Regions from separate parts of the Mus musculus genome. Here regions 1 and 3 are each linked to region 2. Evidence: chromatin contacts called from public HiChIP or PLAC-seq and promoter capture Hi-C data. All regions are on one chromosome and are shown on one strand. The core of a region is the stretch at or near the end of the contact, and the rest is flanking DNA. Distances in the headings are between cores, read along the strand shown. Region 1 overlaps Ak8 (adenylate kinase 8). Region 2 holds the start of Barhl1 (BarH like homeobox 1). Region 3 overlaps Setx (senataxin).

Region 1 (3,883 bases), core at 1,119-3,618, 130 kb after region 2:
ACATCTCAGTCAGTGAAATGCTTGCCTTGTAAACACAAGGACCTGATTCGATCCCTAGAATCATGAGAAAACTGATGTGGTGGGGCATGCTTTCATCCATGAGCCAGGGAGGCAGTGACAGGCGGCTCACAGGGCTTCCCTGACAAGCTCTTCTCACCTAATCAGTGAGCCCCAGGCTAGTGAGGGACCTTGTCTCATGACCAAAAAAGGTGGGGGACATCACCTGAGCAACTTGACCTCTGATCTCTACATGTATACGTGAACACTGTGTGTGCGTGGGAGTGCAAGAGTGAGGGGTGCATGTATATTTGTGTTCTTGTATAGGGGCTCACGTGCAAGTGGGTTAGCATGTGTATATGTGGGGGGTGGGTTCAGAGGTCAGTACCCGATGTTATTTCTCAGGAACCATCAGCCTTGGGGTTTCTTTTATTATTAAGATTTGTTAGATGTTTTACCTGTATGTATGTATGTATGTATGTATGTATGTATGTATGTGTGTGTGTGTGTGTGTGTCTGATGCCCACGAAGGTAAGAAGCGGGTGCTAGAATTGTACAAGCATGTCACTGACCCATAGCCCCATCCCGATATCAAAGTGATGCTGAACAAGGCTAGACTCTTATCACCTCTGCCACCATATCCCTGACTGCCTCCTTCTCCTGCTGGGTTAGGAAGGAAAAGCTTCGGCAAGGCTGCTGCTCCCTGATCCTCTCTGCCAGCTCTGAGGGTCTCACATGATGGGCTGACATTTTCCCAGTCACTGTCTGTTTCTCTCTCCCACAACTGAAAGGCGAAATCCTCAAAGCTGAACCATCTCTTCTGACCTAAGCTGATCTTTAATCAACACCTTGGTCCAGCTGACGTGGCTCAGCACTTGCTTGGGGGAACCACAACATTTGGGTTAGAGTTAACTGCCTAAACTATCTAACAGATTGTTGTCATGTGTCAGAGACATTGAACTTCCTGGGCTTCTTGTCGGTTAGCTTTTCCTGTATTCTGTGAGCTACCCCTGCTGTGGAGAGGCTAAGTGCTCGGACAACTTAGAGAGTTCCTGGGGGAGGAGGTTTGTAGGAGGGTGGGGCTTTGCATCTCCAGAGCTGGCCCTATTGGCACACAGACTTTACCATAGGGCATAGTCAGGGTTTAATGAATGAATAAACTTTGAAACCTTCCAGTCTCATGGATCAGTGGTCAGGGGCCCCTCTCCAAAGCACAACCAAACCTGAGCTGCCCCCTCACCCGAAAATGCCAACGACCCTGCTGAATATGATTCCAGGTACCGTCTCAGTTGGGTGTGATGGTTCAGAGCCATGATCCCAGAACTCAGGAAGTCGAGGCAGGAGAATTGCAAATTCACCAGTCTTGATGCCTCCTTTCCCAATGACATCATTCTGGCCACGTGACATGATGGGTGCCCATGATGGGTGCCCATGATGGGTGCCTGCTTCTTCAGAGCTCAGAATGAGTTTTCGTAACTTACTTTTTTACCATGGGTGCTCATCATCGACCCCACTTTGCAGAGAAGGTGAGTGAGCTGCCCAAAGTTATGTGGCTAGTATGTGCAAGACAGGATTTGGACCTGTACTAAGTCTTCAGGGCTGTAGCTTTCCCCACCAACACAGCAGCTTTAAGCCTCCTGAGGGACCACAACAGGTCAGTGGTTTGGAGCACATTCTCTACCCTGGACAGCTCCTCCCCTTCCCCACACACCCTCACTCTGCATCCCTGCTCCACACCATGGTACATGGCCTGCTAAGCTGAAGCCACCCCTGGCTGCCCTCTGGGCTCAGACTGTGTGATGCCTGCTCCAGGCTGTTGAAGGCGGATGCTTTCTGGCAGGCTGCACCTGCCACCATGCAGCATAAGGCACAGAGCAATGTCCACAAGCAGCAGCGCAGCCCTCGCTGTGTGTGCCTCTCAAACTAACATCCACAGACCCAGAATAGGGCTTGCTCAAGATCATTACCAACCCCGCGGAGACGACTCCTTGGATTGGTGTCTGGAGAGTTCTGCCTGGCTGACTTTCTCTGTCTCTAACCACTTTAAAACTAACTGCTTCACCAAGCCACCCCTCCCACCCCCAGATCATTATGATCTGAAGTGTTTATTAGCCTCTCTATCATGATCAAGATTTTATGAGCACTCCGTTCCAACTGTGAATTAAATACATAATTCCGGACCCATCATGTTCCAGTTTGGTGCTGTGTTTGTCTCTATTATGCCACAGTGGTTGCCGTGGGCACTCAGCAGATGACAACTGAACACGTTTGTCCAGGGGCAGCTAAAGTGACTGACATTTCAATCCAGGGCAGCCACAGGGGTTAGGGCCATTAGCGGGGAAAGATCTCCATAGCTAGGGATGGCAATGACGGGGTATGGAGCTGCGGAAGGACTGCCTCTGGCCCTGCCTCCTCCAACACAGGACTGTCTACCCACTCAGTACGCTTGAGGAAAGATGGCTGCCGTCTTAGAGCCAGGGAGGTGGGAGGACGAGGCGAAAAGATTTCTCGTTCTTCATACAGTAGTACCAGTTCTCTGATGGAGCGATCTGGGCTACACTGGGAGCTGCTGGTTAATCCTGCTCTCCATGGATAATTGCTGCAATCCATCACTCTCTATGTACTCAGCCTCATTTGAGCCCTCCACAGTGTCACCCAGCATACACTATTGATCCACTTTGCAAATGAAGAAACTGAGACTCTGTGGTGGAGTAAGCTAGGGAGACGGATGGGGCTGGTTCTGTCCTCGCCCTCGGCCCTTCCTGTTTCCTCTCCAGCCAGGCTATGATCTCTCTTTCCCATAAGCTTCTGGGCTCAGCAGCAGCTCCAGAAGTCTGTGCTGTCATCAGCTCGTGTGCTGGGGCCTAAAGAGGAAGCTGGTCTGTGTCCTGGTCACTCTGGAGATGCCTAAATATCTGTTAGTGACATGAATTCAGAATCAGCTTGGTGGGCGGCACAGCATGAAGACCTGAGTTCAAATCCCCTGCACCCATGGAAAAGTGGCTCGTGTAGTAAGTCCAGTGCTTGGGAGGTACGGACAGGCAGATCTCTGAGGCTCCTTGGCCAGCCCATCTGGCTGAAATGGCCAGTTCCAGGTTCAGTGAAAGACCTTGTCTCAAAAAAAAATTAGGTGGAAGGGCTACAGAGATTGCTCAGAGATTAAGAGCAGTTGCTGCTCTTGCAGAGGACCCAGGTTCAATTTCTAGCACCCATGTGGTGGCTCACAACCATCTGTAACTTCAGTTCTAGGGGATGCAACACGCTCTTCTGGCCTCCACAGGCAGTGCTTCCACATGGTGCACAGACATAAATGCAGGCAAAACACCCATACACATCAAATAAGAAAAAATTTTAAATGGAAGATGGAAGACAATAGAGAAAGACACCCAACTCTGACCTCTGGCCTCTCTATATGAACCACAGGGAAGGGTGAGTACACAGGCACACGCGCACACACACACAGAGCAACTGCTGTGGGTACACAGCCAGTCCTAGAGAAAACACTGACATATTTAAAACCTGTCACTGCATCACTGCTCCGAGGCCACAATTAGGCTTCCTAGAGTTTAAGTTTCCTGCTGTCAGCCATTTCTCCAGCCTGAGCCTGGGGGTGGGGATCCAGCTGAGCTGAAGTGTGAACCTGGGGAGGGCTGCAGACTTGCCAGCCCCAGGCCATCACTCAGGCTATCTCAAGCCTTGCATCCTGGCCTCCCTAAACATCCAGACTGCCTTTGGCTCTTGGAAACAGCCATCTCCAGAGCACATGCCGCGTTCAGTTGTATGATTCTTTGTCCCCTAGGCACATCAGGAGCTCTGTGCCTGTCAGCGGTAGTCACGGACAACACATTTTGGGATTTTAATATTCAGACAGAGCGCTGACCAGAGC
Region 2 (3,904 bases), core at 33-2,532:
GCTCTCTCGCAGACCAGGGCACCGTCCACCCTGGAGCTGAGCCCAGAGAATCCAGGCCCCTGACCCGTTGCAGCTACTTGGAGACCGGGGCCCCTGCACTAGCAGTGGCTGATCCCACAAAGGAGCGGAACTAGAGCGCGGTCCGGAGGGCGAAGAGGGAAAGTCCCAATCTTCATTTTTAGCACTGCCTTGAAAGAAGAGTCCAGGCTATCCACGGTCGGCCTTAGACATCCTCGTGCTAGCTCAGAACTTGCATTGTCCTGTCTAAAGGTACATCACACACACACACACACACACACACACACACACACACACACACACTTATCCAAAAAACACTAGCTTCTCAGGACATACGCCCTAGAGAGGCCACTGACTGGGGATGAAGAGGTCACTGCCTTGTTTCTTGTGCCGCCTCGCTCAGGCCACAGTCAAATCCGTGGGTCCCCTTAACGCTCCAGACTTGATCTTTCCCACGGTTCAGCTCTCGCCTCCGAATTAGGCCTCACTCTGGTCTCTTTTCCAAAAGACATCAGTCCTAACCTTCTGCAGGCCCAGTAGGCCCAGAGGCAAGGAGAGAATTGTGGTGTTCTACATGGCGTGTGTGTGTGTGTGTGTGTGTGTGTGTGTGTGTGTGAGAGAGAGAGAGAGAGAGAGAGAGAGAGAGAGAGAGAGAGAGTGAAGAGACCTAGAACCCAAGCAAAACACCCTGAAAATAAAATTTTAAATGCTTCTTGTACTAGGAAAAGGATTCCCTACACATCCACGTCTTTTCTCCACTGGGTTATGCTGCCATTTTGTGGGATGAGGAAGGGAAATTAGGAGGAAGAAAGGGGATGTAGATAGGATCCCGGTTCGGTCAAGTAGTTGGAATAATTGTGGACAAGCTCAGGAGAAGGCTTTCAAGGCCCAACATCCAAACTCCAGGCCACGCAGCCCAGCTGGCCCTCCTCCCACCGGTCGGTCCCTGCCCCCCTTGGCTAATCATCTTCATTAGAGGCGTCATCGCTGACCTAATGAAAGCAAACTGTGTGGAAATCGCCGGTAAATAGTTAGGTCTGTGCTGTAATTAATTCAGTGTCTCTTTTAATCAAACTGGAAAAGAATCGGGCCGCGGGTTGTAGAGACGTGACATCACCCCCAAAATCGGCCCGAACCAATCAGCGTCATCACTCCGGGGACACGTGGGTGAGTCCCCTTTAAAAAAAAAACACAACACAACGAAAAAAAAAAAGGAGAGAGAGAGAGAGAGAGAGAGAGAGAGAGAGAGAGAGAGAGAGAGAGAGAAACAACAACAACAACAAAAAAGCCAGTCCTAAAGTAAAAGTGACCCAAGTTCGATTTTTTTTTTTTTAAAGGAAGTGGGGGTGGCGGCGAAGGCGCGCGCGGAGGACAGGTGAGAGCTGCGGTGGGAGCCGCAGGGCGCTGTCCACGGTGCTGGCGGGGCCGAGCAGGAGCTCCGGGGCCAGGTGGGGCTGCTCGATCCCGGGGCCGCTGTCGCTGTCCGCGGTGCTGAGGCCTCCAGGTGCGCTCTGTTCTGCCTGCCCGTAACGCGGCCCCGGCCGGTTGCTATCGGCCGTGCTGACCCCTGCCCTGGGCTACCGTTTGCCTGGAGGAAGCGTGCGGTTTGGATTTTGTTTTTTCAAAAGACGATCTTTATTCAGATTCCATCAACCTCGTGTTTCTTCTGTGCCTAAGGGATCCTCGGGCCGTTCTTCTACCCTTTGGCTCTCCCCAACTTGGCGCGCCCTCCTCCCATTCCTCCTGACACTCCCACCACCACCCCCCCTCGGCTCGGCGGCTCGGCGCGGTGCTGCAGAAGACGCGTTGAGCCCTTTTGGATGTAATGCGCAGAGGAGGTTGGCCCAGAGCTCCCGGGCTCCCCCAAGGCTGAACTCCGTCCAAGGTGCCCACAGGCTCCCTGCCCGCCTTCCCCATGCCAGCCCGCAGCTAGGGGCAGGGGCAGCGGCGGCTGGGGTTGGGGGTGGGTGGGGAGCTTTTGGGGAGGACAGGTTGCAGCTTGGCTATGGAAGGCTCTAATGGCTTTGGGATTGACTCCATTCTCTCCCACCGAGCGGGCAGCCCCGCCCTTCCCAAGGGGGACCCCTTGCTTGGGGACTGCCGTTCACCCCTGGAGCTGAGTCCACGCTCAGAGAGCAGTAGCGACTGCTCTTCACCAGCCTCGCCCGGAAGAGACTGTCTGGAGACCAGTACCTCGCGGCCTGGTGCAGCATCTGGCCCAGGTTTGGACTCTCACCTGCAACCGGGGCAGCTTTCAGCCCCAGCCCAGTCGCGAACTGTCACCTCCTCCTTTCTGATCAGGGACATCCTTGCTGACTGCAAACCTCTCGCGGCCTGTGCACCCTACTCTAGCAGTGGGCAGCCTGCAGCCCCTGAGCCTGGGGGCCGCCTTGCGGCCAAGGCCGGGGAGGACTTTCGAGACAAGCTGGACAAAAGTGTCAGCAGCGCTTCATCAGACTCTGAGTACAAAGGTAAGAAACTAAGGGGAAAAGCGGGGTGGGTGGGTTCTAAAAAGTGACATGTAAAACTTGAGAGCACACACTTGGAGACAGGAACATAGTCATCTCCAGGATCTCTCAGGCCGGGGCCGAGAGTTGGTTTTCCTCTAGACCTCTCTACCAGCTCCAAAGGTTGAGGTCCTGGAGCAACAAAGAGTTCAGCGTGTGTGGCTCGGAGAAGCTGGGGAGGATACTGTGTGTGGAGGAGAGCAAGCCTCCCCAGGTGTACAAAGCAAACTCTGGCAAGAGCCTCACCTTCTGAGGATCCCTGGGAGGAGAGCTTGCAACAGTGCATAGCTTGGAGGCTGCTGCACTGTTGGAGTGAGAGCCTGGTAGGAAATTCCCATCAGAGCCCTTAGTACAGTACAAATTGTCTAGCTTTTAATCTGAATTTTCCCAAAAGAGGAAAAGGTGGGCCTCCCCACCCATTGAGTGTGGTGTAGTCTAGGCCTGCGAACCATGCAGAAAGAGAGAGGCCAGGTGGCTGGCTGGATTAGGGTCTGAGGCTGAGGCGGAGGGGGAAGAATGCCATACCTACACAGCAGCTCTCTCTGACTTGGGTCTTCAGTGGGTTGAACAGTGGTCACCAGGCTGTGGCCAGGACCCAGAGATTTCTGAGTGGTTATCAAGTTAGTCCTACTTTCTCTTTGGGAATCTCTGTGATGGCTCCCTCTTCATTCTGTCTTAACGAAGGGAGCTGAAGTGGTATTAAATGGACGGAGGAAAGGAAGAGAAGGAAGGAAAGAAGAGGGGAGGGAGGAGAGAAGAGGGGAGGGAGGAGAGAAGAGGGGAGGGAGGAGAGAAGAAAGAGGTTGCTTAGTTTTGTATCTTCTCTTTATGGCTCTGCCTTGACTTTAGCTGCTTATTGGGTCCAGGAGCTCAAAGTTCTTTCCCAGGAGAAGTGAAGTGGCAGAGGCCACAGAGTGTCAAAGGTATCAGGGGATGGAGCTCTCTTGCCAAGCAGCAGAAAATCAAGTCCTGGTAGAGACTGCTCCTGGACTTGTAACTATTACAACTATAGATCCCCCAAGCCTCTTCCTCAGGTGAATGCTATGCCATGAAGACAGCGTCATTGCTGCATGCACCTCCTGGTCTCTATTTGTGCTAAATTTCACAAAATTTAGTTAGAGTCTCTTGAGTCTTCTTTTCAACCAAGAATTCCTCTGAGGGTAGACCCAGGCTCCAAACCGAAGCCCATCAGGTCCTGGTCTCCTTTCTCTCTTCTTCCCTTAGTAGAAATGGCTAGGCGGCCTTCAACCAGGCTGTGGAACCACAATATCTAGAATGCTCCCAGTTCCAAACTCAGCACGCAGAAGAAGGTGTTTTTGGAAACTTGGCCCTTTTGCCTCCCCCTTCCCAGGGGCCTGTTTAGAGAGGCAAAGAGAACT
Region 3 (3,791 bases), core at 55-2,554, 240 kb before region 2:
GGACAGCCAGGGCTACACAGAGAAACCCTGTCTCAAAAAAAAAAAAAAAAAAAAAGATCCCACAGGTTCCAGTGGATGACCCCACATCCAGGCACAGAAAAGTAGCACCAAGTGGCCTTAGAGAGATGTAAAGGAATCAGCTGGGTGGTGGTGGTGGTACGTGCCTTTAATCTCAAGGCAGATAAAGCTCGTGAATCCTAGCCAGCCTGGTTTACAGAATTCCAGGACAACCAAGAGCTATGCAGAGAAATCCTGTCTCAAACCCCACTCTACCCTCACCCCCCACCCTCCAAAAGTACAAAGTAACATGCACTGGCTGCTCTTCTTAGAGGACCTGAGTTCACCACCCATTCACCACTCCTCTTACCTCACTTAGGACCAATCAACTTAAAAGTCAGCTGATAGTACTAAGCCTTCACCCTTGCCATCTTACTTTTGAACTTGGCTTTTCCTTTAAAAAGCCTGCCCTAAGAACAGACTAGTACTACAACTGGGATCCTGGGTCCTAATAAATCAGTCTTGGGGTGTGCATTAAATAAACTATTCTCGCTTAACTGAGATGGCTGTTTAATGGTTTGTGTGGCAATTCCTGAACCCCAACATTTTATGTATATAAATCTTTGGCCTGCATGATGTATATATGTGTACCACCTGCATCCCTATTGGACTCTAGAACTGGAGTTATGTATGGCTGTGAGCTACCACATGGGTACTAGGGATAGAATCTGGATCTTCTTCAAAAGCAACAAGTACTTTTTAACTGAGTTCTCTCTCCTTCCCTGTGACCCTGAACCCTTTACCCTTTACCTTAGCCTCTCAAGTGCTAGGATTATAGCATGTGCCATCAGGCCTGACTTTTTACTGGGTTTGTTTTTAATATAAGATTTTTCTGTGTAGTTCTGACTGTCCTGGAACTCACTCTGTAGACCAGGCTGTCTTCCTGCCTGTGTCTCCTGAGTAGTGGGATTAAAGGTATGCTCCACCACTCCGCCCAGGTCTTTCTACTGGTTCTTAACCACAGAGTTCTCTCTTGTGTTCTCCAATTTCAAAATCACAGGCTCAAGAAACTCAGAAATAGATCTAAGTACACAAAGATACTTTAAAGCTACTAATGGCATTCCACACAAGGGATATAAAGTAAACAAGACTAGGAAAATAAAGCAAGCACTACAATAAAAAGGTTCACATCAACCGAGTCAGCTGAGCACTAAGAATGGAGATGAGGCAGATGGTACAAGTCAATCAGAACTATGAACAATCAATATTGTTATGTTAATGCAAGCAGCAAAAGACACAAGTGCAGAGACTGTAGAATTCCATTCTTACAATCTGTAACAACGGCAAGAAGAGACAGCACACCAGAGACTCACAAGAACAAAACCAGGAGGAGAGGGAGGGGTAACTAAAGAAGCCTAAGTAAATGTTTCAGGGGGTGGGGGGTGGGGTGGGGTAGGAAGCCCCTCTCTTCAATGAGGGAGCTCAACTTCTAAAAGAAGTAACTTTAACATATCATACAAAGGACTGGGGAGGGACGTAGCTCGGTCAGCAAAGTGCTTATCTCACAACCACTGAGGACCTGAGTTTCAAACCTAGAACTCTCAGAGAGAGGCTGGGCATGTTACAGGTGGGGCAGTGGAGGGCTGCTCTTTTATAGGACATGGGTTCAACCTCCAGTACTCACATGATAGCTAATAACCATCTGTAACTCTAGTCCTAGCAATTCAACATCTTCTGCCTTCCACACCCTTACACACACCATTTTGTTTTTTAAAAGATTGGTCATGGTGAGACACGCTTAAAATAATATAGTATGGTTAAGCAGGAGACTGAGATCCCTCTGGCTCACTGGCCTGTCAAGTCTAGCCTAACTGGTGAGTTCCAGGACAATGAGATCCTACTTCAAAACCTAAGGTTGTTCTCTGGCTCCCATAGGTGCTATACACACAAGCACACGCACATGCACAAGGAAAACACTGAATAAACCTAACCATAGTTGGGGTTGTAAAAACTATCTTTAACAAGAAATTTTCAACTGTGTTACAATATAGCTCAGTGATGGAATACAAAGGTCCTAGGTTCTAATTCCAAAATCCCAAAACAAATTAAGAAAAAACAAACAAAACAAACAGGGAAGAAAAAAAGGGGCACAACACAGATTGTGGAAAACAGTAACTTCACAGAAGATACTCAGCAATCAAGTGATCAGACTGAGTTGCCACCAAGAAAAGCTATTCTTCTGTTCTATTTTTACCAAATGCATAAAACCTCAAGTCTAAGGTAACATCTGGGAAACAAAGAGTGTGTTCTACAAACTAACTGGTAGAAAGAACATGCAGTGAAGACAGGCTGAGGAGTGAACTACGCTAGACCACTGGGGACTGAGAGGAGACAGCACAACTCCAGATGTTTGGACTTTAGACTGGATCCCAGGACAGAAAACAGGCATCACTGGGACCGCAGCTGTGTTATGAATGAGGCCTCTCTCATACTCTGTACTAGAGCAATGCTAACCCCTGATTCCATCACTGTTCCATGTATGTGAGATTTTAACATGTGAGAAGGCTTGTTGAAAACTCTGTGGAGTCTGAGTTCTACATTTCTGTAAACTCTAAAATTTGAATGTGAAAAGTTGGTTCTTCCAACCCAAGTTCCCGGGTTCATCACCTAACCCACTATAAACCCTCTTCCACGAGAGCTGCTTCCTAACAATATCAGGGTTTGCTTCACTCACAATCCACAAGAGTTCGACAACTACAAAACCAGCTCTACCATAAATGTACTAGTATCTCCGTGGATATATTATAGATTTGGTATATAAGAGGCACTCATTTCTATTGTATTTTACTTGTCACTCTTCACTGATTTAATAGTACAAAAGTCAGGTGTGTTGTGTGCAGTGTGCCTTGAATCTCAGCACTCAGGGAAGCAGAGGCAAGCAGATCTTTGTGAAATGAGGGCAGCCTGGTCTACTATTGAGTTCCAAGACAGCCAGGGAGACACACACAGAAGAGGCTACCTCAAAAAAACAAAACAATCCAGTCACATGTACAGTTTACTTTTTATCTGTTCATATTTTCTCTATATATCACACACACATGCACTAAAATTACAGAACTTATTAACTAAACTTCTGACCATTTGTTCTTTTTATCTCAATGTTTTCTGCCTTAATGTCTCATTGTAACAAGAGCTAAATGAGATTGAGTTTACACGGCTGTCGTCATGATCACTGGCTACTGTCTGTACTACTGGTGAAAGCTATACATGCTCGTCCCACTGGTCTACCTTACCAGCCCCTGGCATCTCTCAAGTAAAAATTTCCAGTTATTATATTATATATTCCAAGTTGCATATGAACTTACTCAGAAACTCCCAGTATTTTTTATAGTCAGCTGGAAATTTTCGTAATTGCAACTGATAGAAATTCTCTTTATTTGGAGAGCTCAGCCATTCCTGTGCCACCTACACAAAGCAAAAGAAGAAACTAAGAAATAAAGAACATGCTAAAAGCTACTACAAACAAACAGCAAAATGTTCCAGTGGGCTAAAGGAAAACAGAACAGATCCCAAGTGAAAACCTAAGAGTCAGTCTGTGAGGTTTATAAAGTTGTCCACAACTGTCCTGCCCAATTTAGCAGCCATTAGTCACATTTGGTTATATTTGTTAACTGAACTTTTAAAGGCTAAAAAATACTATTCCTCAGTTGAAATAAGACACCTTTCATGTTCAGCAGTCACCTGTGGTTCTGATACTGTTCATGCGATGCTAGATCTTACTGGTAGTACCTACT

Evidence for each region. Promoter capture Hi-C pulls out the DNA fragments that hold promoters and counts their contacts. HiChIP or PLAC-seq counts read pairs in DNA pulled down with a chosen protein or histone mark.
Region 1: a contact with region 2 is called in an H3K4me3 HiChIP or PLAC-seq map of bone marrow-derived macrophages, with 2.6 times the contacts expected there. The contact joins the enhancer-like site here to the promoter of Barhl1 in region 2. A contact is called at or near these places in 10 of 39 promoter capture datasets (the 3T3-L1 cell line, 3T3-L1-derived adipocytes, embryonic stem cells and 6 more), 1 of 484 Hi-C or Micro-C datasets (rod photoreceptor), 7 of 115 datasets of contacts at active chromatin or transcription factors (bone marrow-derived macrophages, embryonic basal ganglia, embryonic forebrain and 4 more) and 4 of 9 other capture datasets (adipose tissue, embryonic stem cells, liver and 1 more).
Region 3: a promoter capture Hi-C map of embryonic stem cells shows a contact between it and region 2, with 3 times the contacts expected there. The contact joins the enhancer-like site here to the promoter of Barhl1 in region 2. A contact is called at or near these places in 10 of 39 promoter capture datasets (the 3T3-L1 cell line, the SN4741 cell line, cranial neural crest and 5 more), 1 of 15 datasets of contacts at CTCF or cohesin (large pre-B cells), 2 of 484 Hi-C or Micro-C datasets (the HPC-7 cell line and embryonic stem cells), 2 of 115 datasets of contacts at active chromatin or transcription factors (both in embryonic stem cells) and 3 of 9 other capture datasets (adipose tissue, liver and pancreatic islet).

The regions. Positions count from the first base shown.
Region 1 is chr2:28,785,281-28,789,163 of GRCm38.p6, reverse strand. All of the region lies in intron 11 of Ak8 (adenylate kinase 8), which reads right to left. Among named protein-coding and RNA genes, the nearest start is that of Gtf3c4, 53 kb to the left of the region's middle. Within about 2 kb of position 2,368, at least 13 of the 459 cell types and tissues checked have an H3K27ac peak or open chromatin away from gene starts, as enhancers often do. A contact at or near this core is called in bone marrow-derived macrophages, where this site is marked.
Region 2 is chr2:28,913,799-28,917,702 of GRCm38.p6, reverse strand. Barhl1 (BarH like homeobox 1) reads left to right here and starts at 1,282. Exons shown (of 3, transcript NM_019446.4): 1 at 1,282-2,489. The coding sequence starts at 2,024.
Region 3 is chr2:29,149,679-29,153,469 of GRCm38.p6, reverse strand. It overlaps Setx (senataxin), which reads right to left. Exons shown (of 26, transcript NM_198033.2): 11 at 3,363-3,462. Among named protein-coding and RNA genes, the nearest start is that of Setx, 27 kb to the right of the region's middle. Within about 2 kb of position 1,304, at least 5 of the 459 cell types and tissues checked have an H3K27ac peak or open chromatin away from gene starts, as enhancers often do. A contact at or near this core is called in embryonic stem cells, where this site is marked.